2 separate regions of the Mus musculus genome follow, and region 2 is linked to region 1. A link is a contact called in public HiChIP or PLAC-seq data. All regions are on one chromosome and are shown on one strand. Each heading gives the region's core, a stretch centred on a gene start, on an enhancer-like site or on the middle of the called end of the contact. The rest is flanking DNA. Distances are from core to core; before and after follow the strand shown. Region 1 holds the start of Zfp940 (zinc finger protein 940). Region 2 overlaps Zfp74 (zinc finger protein 74).

Region 1 (5,918 bases), core at 1,119-3,618:
GCTGCCCAGAACAACATATATCCACTGTCATCCCAGAGCTGAATGGGAAGCTCACTGGCATGGCCTTTCGTGTTCCTACCCTCATGTGTCCATTGTGGATCTGATGTGCCGCCTGGAGAAACCTGCCAAGTATGATGACATCAAGAAGGTGGTGAAGCAGGCATCTGAGGGCTCACTGAAGGGCATTCTGGGCCACACCGAGGACTAGGTTGTCTCCTGTGACTTCAACAGCAACTCCCACTCTTGCACCTTTGAGGCTGGGGCTGGCATTGCTCTCAATGACAACTTTGTGAAGCTCATTTCCTGGTATGACAATGAATACGGCTACAGCAACAGGGTGGTGGACCTCATGGCCTACACGGCCTACAAGGAGTAAGAAACCCTGGATCACCCATCCCAGCAAGGACACTGAGAGCAAGAAAGAGGCCTTTGGTTGCTGAGGAGTCCCTGTCTCAACTCGGCCCCCAACACTGAGCATCTCCCTCACAATTTCCACCCCAGACCCCCATAATAACAGGAGGGGCCTAGGGAGCCCTCCCTACTCTCTTTGAATACCATCAATAAAGTTCGCTGCACCCACCTTAAAAAAACAAAAGTATCTAGTCCAGTAAAGACAAAGTGTCCTTTCCAAGGAGGAAGTGTTCCAATGTAGTCACTCTGTTACCAGGTCATTGGCTGGTCACCTCAGGGAATAGTACCATATCTGGAACTCAGTGTTGGTCTCCGCTGTTGGCAGATCTGGCACTCAACAACCGTTGTAGCCAGGTCAGCCTTGGTGAGTGGAAGTCCATGTTCTTGAGCCAAAGCATCTCCGCTACCATGGCCACTTTATTCATGTGCCCATTGGGGAATGACAGGAATGGTTGGGGAAAGAGGCTGACTATTCATAGAATGGGTCATCTTATCTACTTGATTATTGAACTCCTTGGCTGAAGTCACCTCTTTTTTTTTTTTAAGATTTATTTATTTATTACATGTAAGTACACTGTAGCTGTCTTCAAACATGCCAAAAGAGGGCATCAGATCTCATTACAGATGGTTGTGAGCCACCATGTGGTTGCTGGGATTTGAACTCAGGACTTCTGGAAGAGCAGTCAGTGCTCTTAATGACTGAGCCATGTCTCCAGCCCCTGAAGTCACCTCTTGACGATCATTTATATGACACACAAACATCTTCGACACAAACATTTCCCATCTTTTGAACATTTAGAGAGATATATCCACGTACTTCCTCCCCAGATGTCTTTCTCACCAATTTTCCAATTACGTTTTTTTTTCAAGTCCTTGACCATCCAGCCAATCCGTTGACTATCGTCCATGAATCAGTGAGCAAACCCAATTCTGGTCATTTCTCCTTCTAAACAAAATGTGTGACCACCAGAAGCTCTGCCCACTGTGAAGATTTCCCTTCAGTAGTCTTTCAGGGTTGTCCCAGAAAAGGGTTGTAATGCTGCAGCTGTCCACTTCTGTGTGTCGTATGCGTAATGTACAGAACCATCAGTAAACCAGGCCCTAGTCATCTCTTCTTTAGTCAACAGAGCACAGGCGACACACTGTGAGGCTATAGGTGCATGCTTGGCAGGAGATGGCATTGTAAGAGTAGAAACCATAGGCATTTGGGCAACTTCCTCATGTAACTTGATTGTTCCTTCAGGATATGTTTGGGTCCAATCACATGCATACCATTTGATATTGATATTGCACATCCTACTTTATCTTGTTTAATGAAAATCTAAATATAGCAAATCCTCTCTCTCCTGATCCTCAATAACATTTATTTAATAACTCTATCTTATTATTGTTTTTGATTATTGGATGGTAAGTTATATTTTATTCATGTTAAATAACTAATTATTGCTTAATATCTAACCAATCTGTACCTTATGTTTTAGAAGACAATTTTTGTTTTCTTTTTATAAAGTTTATTATCATTATTTTGGAGAACAACTTTTCCTTCGTACAATGCAATTAATAGAGTCGATAATTCTTGGTTGTCAACTTGATTACATCCGGACTTAACTAAAACTCCCAAAATAGAGGGCACACCTCTGAGGGCTTTCTGCTCATTTTGAAGTGGGAAGATCTACTGTGAATCTGGATTTTTGAATAAGGAAGACACATCTTTAGTCCAGAACTTTAATTCAGTTTTAAACTGGGCCATGTTTTTTTTCTGGAAGCGTATATAAGGACATGGAAGAATGAAACGTTCACTCTGCCTGCTAGTCCTCACCTTGCCAGCAAATCCTTCATTGGCAAGTGTTCTTTCACACAACCCAGTCTAGGTTGGCTACCGCGTCCCCTCTGGTGACGTAAGAGTCGCATGGACTCCTGGGAAATGTAGTTCAAGACTTGGCCAGCGCCGGGTCTCGCGGTGGACCCTAGGCTTGCTTTATCAGACACACCAGGAAGCCAGTTAGAAGCCGTCTGCATGCCTGCTTGCTGGCTGGGAGCGCACGAAGCTGTGGAGGAGGACAACTGAGGAGCGTGGAGCGTTCCCGAACCCCAAAGAGAATCCCAATGTAAGACCTGAGTGTTTGAGACCAAACCATCCCTGGGCAGTCTGATGAGAGGAAGCCGCCTGCCTAGTCCCGTGGGTACCAGTGAGCAATGGAAAATCCTAGTGTGTGATACCCTGATGAGACCTGGTGTGTGGAAGGGAAGTGAATTGAGAGAAACTAGGCGCGGATAAGACAGATGGATTAATGGGGAGGCACCAAAGTGCTGGGTAGCCTAATGAAGGTGAGGTTAACACTGTAGCGTGTTTGATTTGTGCATGTGATGACCCCTGAATGTGGATCACCTGGGTGGCAGGGAGTGGGGACAGTCTGAACCCTCTAAATCTCATTTCCACCTCAAATCGTGATTAATACCTGAAAAGTCTTGGGTTCACGGCCGATTATTGTCCTTTTGCTTCAGTGAGTAGAGGCGATCTCAACTCCAGAAAGATGGCATGGCGGGGGCTTGAAGAAAGGAGAGGTTTCGTGCGGAAGGTTGCTGTGCAGATCATAGAAACACCTGTAAACAGTCTGTTTTGCTTTCAAGGGTTGTAGGCAGCAGGGTAGGAAGCAGGGAGGGTCTTACCTTTCTGGGAAGGAATGTGTGCCTTTGAGGATGGGGAAAGAGGGAAGTGGAAGGGGACCCTTTCGTGTATATCCATCACGCTGGAGGTGTTGGTACTGGTAGATACAGTTAGTTTAGATTTCTTTCTTTTTCTTTCTTCTTTGTCCCCCCCCCCCCCCCCCGCTCCTCCTCCTCCATTTTGAGACAGGCTCTCACTATGTACCCCTGGCTTTCCTGGAATTCACTAAGTAGACCAGGCTGGCCCCGAAAGCACAGAACTATGCCTTCTTCCACCTCCCCATTACTAGAATTCAAGGTGTTCAGTTTTGAGATGGTACTTGAGTTAAAATTTAGGGCCTCAACTGTTTTTTTACAGATAGTTGGCCACATTCCTAATCTAACATAAACAAGAAGAGATGAGAGTAGGTAGAAGAAACGTAAAGAAGGTTCTGGCTTGGAGATGGCTGTGGAGGAGGAGGAAGAGGAGGAGGAGGAGCAGCAGCAGACCTTTAATCCCAGCACTTGAGAGGCAGAGGCAGGCAGATTTCTGAGTTCGAGGCCAGCCTGATCTAGAGAGTGAGTTTCAGGACAGCCAGGGCTACACAGACAAACCCTGTAGTGAGAATTCTGGAAGTTTGGGTTCTCAAAAAACACAGAAATATAAGAATATGCTTTCATTTTAATCCCAGCTGTGGGGATATGCTGATTTGCCTCATGCTCGAGCAGAGGAATGGTTTTACCAGTTGGAGACAGATTCTGTAATTGTGTGCTGTTTGGAATTCTGGGAATTTTTCAGAGGGTAAATGCTAAAGCCCCATAGGTGGGTGGTTTTTGGTCCTTCCTCCCTGCGCTACCCTTCCCCCCCCCCCCCCCCGTTGGTTGCAGTTTGTTACTCATGCTCCAGGGCTAGCAGACTGAGGTAGCAGTTAAGCTTAGAGAAGCTAAGCTGAGACAGAGAAGATATTGTTAGGAGACAGATAAAACAAGAACCCACAAACAAAGTAATTAAAAATAAAAGAAAAAAATTAAACGTTTACAAAAAGCTACGCCACCACATCAGCTGTCTCAGTAAATAGCTGGTGAGTCTGGTGAGGGCGTAGTTAGGCTTCAAACGCGTCGAGTTGTGTGGTGTGCCTTCTGTTGTATGCTGTGAATGAAAAGGACTCTGTAGGTATCAGACTGTTGTTGGCCATGACGAGGATAGAAGGCACTGGTTATCGATGTGCATGGGAGAGCCCTGGGCAGGTGCAGTGGGCTTTCAGCTGGGAGATGACCATCGGGTATCTAATTCAGGAATGGGGCAGTTAGAGGGGACATTTACGGAAAGACAGAGTGATCCTATTTCATACGCTGGTCTTTGTGGTGGTTTGGGTATAACTAATTTAATCCCAATTATCTCTCTTTAGTTGAGCAACTTTGGCTTTGTAAGGGAGTAGAATTCCCTCAGAGCCCCTAAGCTCTTTCTCCAAGGAAGGAAACAGCCCTTCACATATTTCCATTTGGAAGCTCCGTGGAGGTGTGGATGACAATGGCCCCCATAGGCTCATATGTTTGAATGTTTGGTCCCCAGTTAGTAGAACAATTTGGGAAGGATTAGGAGGTGTGGCCTTGTTGGAATAGGTGTGTCACTGCGGATGGGTTTTGAGGTTTCAGAAGCCCATACCGGTCCCAGTGTCTGTCTGTCTCTTTGCCTGCTGCCTACTGCCTGTGGGTTAGGATGTAAAGCTCTCAACTAGTGCTCCAGCACCATGCCTGCCTGCTTCCTGCCATCATGATCGTGGACTAACCCTCTAAAACTGAAGTAAGGCCCCAGTTAAATACTTCTTTTAAAAGAGTTGCCTTGGTCTTTCTTGGTCATGGTGTCCATTCACAGAAGTAGAACAGCAACTGAGACAAACTTCAAAGAAGCCTTAACCTTTCATGGTTCTTTCCCTCTAGCTTTCTCGGGCTCTACTTGGTTGATCGTGGAACCCAGAAGAGAACTACTCAACTCAAGTTTTAAGCCATGGCCCAAGTAAGTTGGAGTTGTCTGCCAAGCTAACATGTAAATATCTATTATTACTTGTCCTTAAACTGCTTCTCTGAGTTTCTTCCAACTGGTAAGGGATGGTTGTGAAGCACTCTACAGCTGGCGGCCATTGCTTTGGTGTTCTAACCATCTGACAAAGCACCAAAGGAGGGGAAAGTCATTTCTGTACAGGGAGTACTAGAGCTTCCTTCCCAAACCATGGCTTTATAAGGTAGAATTGTGTGGCTAAAGGGGAATAGAGAATGAGCATGTTTTTATTGAGTTCATAGAATCGAATATTTAATTAGTCAAGATGGGATGTGCCACTGGTTGGAATTCACTTTGGTGTGGCACTTGGTGATGCCTTTGGTAGAAATTATGGGACATTGAATGCATAGGGATTAAGATGTTACATTTATCTGTCTGTAACATGAAGAATAAGCAAGAACACAGAAAGAACGATATCTGTATTGTAAAGAAGGCTTATCAGAAAAGGCTTTGCTCAACTCTGTAAGTCACATCTCTGTCATGAGCCTTTTGACAATTAAAGCTGGTTCAGAGACAGTGAAGTGTGGCTATTGTTATTATTATTATTAGGCTATTATTGACATGTGGAACATGTGCTGATTGGAAGGTACTCAGTATGAAGTATTAAGGAGTGGATTTCTTAAGGAATTATTATAATTAATTTAATTTAATTTAATTTTGCCAATTGGAAGTATTTATTCCAGACCTAAGTGTAGCACCAAGTGTCTAGAGCACAGGGGTTTTGAAGGCAGAGACCATGTCCCAGTGTCTCACTCAGCAGCTGCGGGGTGGGGGTGGGGTTGGGGAGTGGGGCATCTTACTT
Region 2 (5,918 bases), core at 1,540-4,039, 85 kb before region 1:
AGAATGATGACTACCCTTTGCCACTGCATCTCAGCCAGCAAGCTGCAAGCACAAAGGCTGTGCCTGATGCACCACGGGGCTGCCAGTACCGATGAGGCAGTACGGCGGCCTGGCTGGCCTACATCCTACAAACTTAACAGTTGTGCCCGGTGAGCCGTGGGGCTGCAGGAAACAAGGACAGGGTGGTAGGCAGCATCCTGGAGCTCCCTCAGAAACATGTTATTGCTGTATAGGGCTAGTCCTAAACCCTCCAGCATGGAGCCGCTGTGGCTGCAGCCTGTGCTGCTTGCACTGCTGGGAGAGTGAAAGCGTAGGGAAGGGGTGCTGCTCACAGGTCACGCCTGGTGAACCCCCAACTGGCAGACACTGAGGGCAGGGAGGTATGCAGCAGCTAGGAGCGTGCACAGAAACTGCCCCTGGGGCATCCTGCCTAGCCACATTATCACCCTGACTCTGGTTATCAGAGACAAGTCTGGGCAAGGGCCCAATATTTTTGATGACAGATGACCCGTTACAATGAGTATTCGCATGTAAATCTGTTTGGGCAAAAAACAAACTGTGACGCACTGCAGTTTCCGATGTTATTTATATGAAGTAGAGAGGGGGAGATGGAGGAGTGGTGCAGTGATTGAGCAGTGGAGAGAGGCAGAGGTAGAGACCCTGATGACAGATGTGAGAGATGGCTGCTGTGGACAGGGAACGTGGCTAATGGTGTTGGGCGGCAGCCTGAAGCTTGCGCAGACTCAGCCTCAAACATGCTGCGCCCGGGCTCTGAACAACAGGATGTTCGAGATGAGAAATGTTTTCTGAATTGGGCCTCCTCGGAAGATCTCTATGGTCCCTGCTTCCCCTAGAGGCCACAGTGGTATCTCTGGTCCACTGCCCCAGGCTGTGTTGAAGCCCAAGGTTCATGTGGATGTCCTGGGTCCTACAGCAGCCAGGGGCCATGTTAGTATCTGTATCCTGAGTTACCGCTGAAGGCCATTCGAATGTCCAGGGTTTGTGTGGCTGCCTGATGCCATATTGATGTCGTGGTTCATGCTGCCACTGAAGTTCATGTGAAGGTCCGTGGTCCTACTGCAGCTGGGAGGCCTTATTGATGTCCATGGTCCATGTTACCACTGAAGGCCATTTGGAAGCATGTGGCCTGTGCTGTCGTCTGAATTCATGTTGATGTGTATGGATGGTGCTACTGCCAGGGGCCATGGTGATGTGAGTGCCTTGTGTTGTCGCCTGAGCCCGTGTTGCTGTCCTTGGCCTATGCTAACACTGAGGGGTGTGGAGGTGTGATGGTGTCCTGGCCTGTGCTGTGGCCGAGGGCCATGTCTGGGGTCTGCACTGCCATTGGAAACCATGCTGATGCCGGAGGCCGGGTGCTGTCACCAGAAACCACATGGAAGACCATGGTCTGTGCTCGCACTGACTCTAAAGGGCAACGGAGCGACTTTGCAGTGGTAGCAATGGTGGCACATATACAGCTGAGAGATAGGAACATGGAATAGAAGGATTCTGTGACAGCGTACCCCACCTCCCCCCACACCCCCAAAGGAACAGCCTACAAGGAAAATCATCAATGGAGCTTTTTAAAAATTTGATAAGAATTCTGGGGTGCAGCTCTCTACAACTGCAGGCTTCTGGTGGGGTACGGGTAGAGAAGGACTCTGTTTTCTTTATGAAGCTGGCCACTTGGAGTTTGACTGTGCTCCAGTGAGCATCTGGGTAACACAAAATGGACTATTTTTAAAATTTTATTTGGGGGAAGGTCACAATGCGGGGGCACAGACCTTGGAGGACTGAGAAGTGAGTGTGTTGGGGTACATGATGTGAAAATTCCCAAATGATGAAAAATTATGCATAAAAATTCATATTCTTGCAAGGCATGGTGGCTTGCTCATACCTTCACATGCAGCAACACTCTGGAGGCAGAGGGAGGGGATCCTGTGAGTTTTACGGCAGCCTCCCTCCCTCCCGTCCTGATCCATCCCTCTCTGTCTCATGAGAATGCAAACAAGAGTCTACAGGATTATAATAAAGTGTGATATGACATAATCAGGTAAAGCAAACACTAACACATCAGAGTAGACAAAACAGACAGGAGGAAAAGAGCTCTGTCAAAGGCACAAAATTGATACAGACTCAGAGGAAATACTCGCTCACACACTCATGAACCTCACAGAAATGCTAAAGTGGAAAACATAACATATACCCAAGGAAATGAAGGGTAAAAAGAGAGAAAAGTATATAAATAAAATAAAAATAAAATTAATCCCAGCAGATGCAGAGGTGGGTTCATCCCTGAGTTCAAGGCTACAAGTTAAGTTCTAGGAAGGCCAAGGCCAGGGCTACACAGAGAAACCCTGTCTCAAGAAAAAAAAACAAAAACAAAAACCTGTGGCACAAACATTATGAGACACAGGCCCTCCAGAGATGCTGTTGAGTTGGTTTTCTGTTGTCCATCTACTGTGGGGCACTCAGAGTACCCCTAAGAGTGATTTGTGTCCATAGTGAGACGGGAATTTCATTACCACATCAATATCACTGCTTTTTTCGATCTTTTAAAATTATTTCATTGTTAATTTAATTTTGCATGTGAAAATTCATCCCTGTTTTCAAGAGTTTCCATTTGAACGCTGTGCTGTTAAGGAATGTGCAGTGGCTTTCTGAATTTCGTTTGCATCTATTATTATGGCTCCCTTCTGATCAATTCTGTTGGTGACACTGTCCACAGAAGTCTGATACGCTTTCCATTTCTAGTGTTTCGCTGTGGCTCTTCTTCAGTACTTCTGTCACACTGAGTTCCTCTTTCATGTCCTGTGTCTCCGTCCTTATTGCATTCAGCTGCGTGTGTGGTCTCTTGGGATATTTTCAGGCATCTGTTTTATTCTTTGAGTTCTTTGAACACACAAATCCTCTTAAGCTATTTTGGAGGTGGTTTCATCTGTTTATTTTCACTGGATACCACTACTGTAGAGTAATAATGATCTTTGGGGGATTTAGGTTGCCTTGGGTTTTCTTGTTAACTTGAGTATTGTGTTGAGACTTGCATATCTGGAACTAGATGGTTGGTTGAATCTATTTCCTACCTACCTTCCCTTTATTGTTTCAGAGTGGGCATTTCTGGGTTAGCAGTCTCTTTACAGTCTTCACTGTGAAAGGGTACTGGGTTATTATCACCTGGTAGGACTGTGTGTGTGTGTGTGTGTGTGTGTGTGTGTCTGTCTGTCTGTGTAGTGTGTGTGTGTCTGTCTGTGTGTGTATGTGTGTCTATGTATGTGAGTGTGTGTGTGTGTATGTGTCTATGTGTGACTGTGTATGTATGAGTGTATGTGTGTGCGTGTATTTAGAGTCTGGGTAGGTGTGCTGACTTCACTTAAGGAAGGTTCGGGACAGTAGCATCTTAGGCACTGTGATTACCAGTGTGATGGGCAGGATTGAAGCTTCCCAACATGCTGAATTCACCATGACAACAGGGGAGGCCAAAACCTCCCTAGCACTCTGTGCTCGCTGGGGAAACAGGCAAGGCTGAAGTCTCCCAGGTATGCTTGTTTATTGGGTGTCATTTTTCTTTATAGCTGAACAAAATTCTACTATATATACATACCACTGGCTCTGTTTTCTAGTAACTGAGTATAAACTGACTATATTGCTAATATGACGTTTGCTTCATTTTGTTTAGAAAATGGGCAGTGCTTTTTGTAATGTCATCTTTCTGAATTATATCTGAACAAGGCTTGTTATGTTTTTCCTACACCACTAGAATGGATAACTTCAGTTTGAGTGATGCGTATTGTTACAGGGACTAGTGACGTTCAAAGACGTGGCCATTGATTTTACCCAAGAAGAATGGAAGCAACTGGATCCTACTCAGCGGAACCTATATAGGAATGTGATGCTAGAAAACTACAACAACTTAATCACAGTAGGTAAGATAATGTACCTTTTCTAAAACAGATGCAATTGTTAATGTTGATGAGCCTTGCCTTGAGGTGCCTTGAGATGTTGCTGTCCCTGCCCCAGCTTTCGAAGGAAAATCTTTGGTGGCATTCCAGGGTACAACATTCTCAGAAGTTAGTACACCTGGCTCTCCCAGGCCCAACTCAGAATCCAGGGTTGTTTTTGTCACTCGTGTGTATACCCAAACCAATGTCATCCCCTCCCCCACCCCCCAGGCCCGCCACTCACCAAACCTGAAGTGATTTTCAAGTTGGAGCAAGAGGAAGAGCCTTGTGTGGTGGAGAGAGAAGTGCTGTGGAGACCCTGTCCAGGTTAGTGTGTGTGTGTGTGTGGGGGGTGGGGGGGACCCAGCCAGGTAAAGCGAGAGGACCAGTAAGTGACTGGCCTGAGATGTTTCCTAAGGTAGATTCCCACAGCGTGTAGTAACAGTTATGTGAAACTAAGATGTTCTCTTTAAAAAAAAAAAAAAAATTCCCTGCACTTGGGAGGCAGAGGCAGGTGGATTTCTGAGTTTGAGGCCAGCCTGGCCTACAAAGTGAGTTCCAGAACAGCCAGGGCTATGCAGAGAAACCCTGTCTCAGAAAAAAAATTTTTTTTAATTACGTTTTTTTGTGTACACACATGTGTGGGTGCATGCGTGTTATGGTGCATATGTGGAGGTCAGAGACAAGTTGTACAATCAAATTTGGGACATCATGCTGGTAGCAAATGTCATTACATGATGATGATCTATTTCATCAGCTCAAGGTGTTATTTTTCAATACTATTAAAGTATGTGTGTGTGTGTCTGTGTGTGTGCAGACATGCATGTGGAGGCCAGAGGACAACCATATTTTGAGGTTCTGGGAGCTAGGACTGTTCTATCTTTTTGGCAGTACACAGTTGACCTTGAACCATCTTTCTTTTCAGCTGTTGTTAGTGTTGCATTGAGACAGGGTCTTACATAGCCCGAGAAAGCCTTGAATTGCTCTGTTGCTAAAACTGGCCTTGAATTTCCAGTCCTTCTGCCTCCACCCCACAAGGGATGAAATTAAGGCACAGTCTGTAATGGTTAGCCATTGTGTGTTCATTTTTGAATGTTTGGATATTTTTGATTATTTTTGCCTTAGGTCTTTTTTCATAGTTTTTAAATTTTTGAATGTAGTTTTCTTTTATTACATTTCCCAAGTAGCTATTTATGTACATGTGAAGGTTATTAAAATTAATATTACTTTCTTTTGCATAAAAAAAGGTAATTGGATTTCTAAATATCTATTTCCTTTCCTGGAACTTCCTTCTAAAACTGAGAAGCTAAGAGACACATGTGGGTCTAGAGGACAGCGCAGCAGTTGGGAGCACAGGCTGCTCCTCTGGAGGACCTGGGTTGGATTTGCAGCCCACGAGGCAGCTCACAGCTGTCTGTGACTACAGTTCATGGGACCCAGTGCCCTCTTCAGGCTTCAGCGAGCATTAGGCATGCATGTAGTGCACTTCAGTGTGTGCAGGCAAGACAAAAACAAAAACAGACAAACAAAAACATATATGAAATGAAAAACGTTTTTAATAATACTTTTTAAGATTTAATTATTTTATATATGTGAGTACACTGTAGCTGTCTTCAGACACACACCAGAAGAGGGTATCAGATCTCATTACAGATGGCTGTGAGTTGCTGGGAATTGAACTCCGGACCTCTGGAAGAACAGCCAGTGCTCTTAACCCCTGAACCATCTCTCCAGCCCAAGTGAAAATATTTTTAAGATTACACTAAAATAGAGATATGCACTTGCAATTTGTTTACCTGTGGGAACATTGTTTTTCAAGTATACTTGGTATTTCAGTGTCAGAACCGGAACCACGAGGGATACTTCTTTGCTGTCTATTTTAGGGGAGATTTTGGGAATTGACGAGCACCAGAAAATCCAGGACGGACAAGTTTTCGAGGGAATAGTGGTGACGAGTGAAGCCAGCGAATGTCCGGAGGA

The links. HiChIP or PLAC-seq counts read pairs in DNA pulled down with a chosen protein or histone mark.
Region 2: an H3K4me3 HiChIP or PLAC-seq map of the 230-238 cell line shows a contact between it and region 1, with 16 read pairs. The contact joins the enhancer-like site here to the promoter of Zfp940 in region 1. A contact is called at or near these places in 10 of 39 promoter capture datasets (the C10 cell line, Sertoli cells, embryonic stem cells and 4 more), 1 of 15 datasets of contacts at CTCF or cohesin (pro-B cells), 21 of 484 Hi-C or Micro-C datasets (embryonic stem cells, induced pluripotent stem cells, morula and 3 more), 10 of 115 datasets of contacts at active chromatin or transcription factors (the 230-238 cell line, bone marrow-derived macrophages and embryonic stem cells) and 3 of 9 other capture datasets (adipose tissue, liver and pancreatic islet).

Annotation. Positions count from the first base shown.
Region 1 is chr7:29,850,098-29,856,015 of GRCm38.p6, reverse strand. Zfp940 (zinc finger protein 940) reads left to right here and starts at 2,368. Exons shown (of 5, transcript NM_173738.2): 1 at 2,368-2,519; 2 at 4,999-5,074. The coding sequence starts at 5,066.
Region 2 is chr7:29,935,947-29,941,864 of GRCm38.p6, reverse strand. It overlaps Zfp74 (zinc finger protein 74), which reads left to right. Exons shown (of 6, transcript NM_178384.4): 4 at 3,797-3,923; 5 at 4,170-4,265; 6 at 5,822-5,918. Among named protein-coding and RNA genes, the nearest start is that of C230062I16Rik, 13 kb to the left of the region's middle. Within about 2 kb of position 2,789, at least 18 of the 459 cell types and tissues checked have an H3K27ac peak or open chromatin away from gene starts, as enhancers often do. A contact at or near this core is called in the 230-238 cell line and pro-B cells, where this site is marked.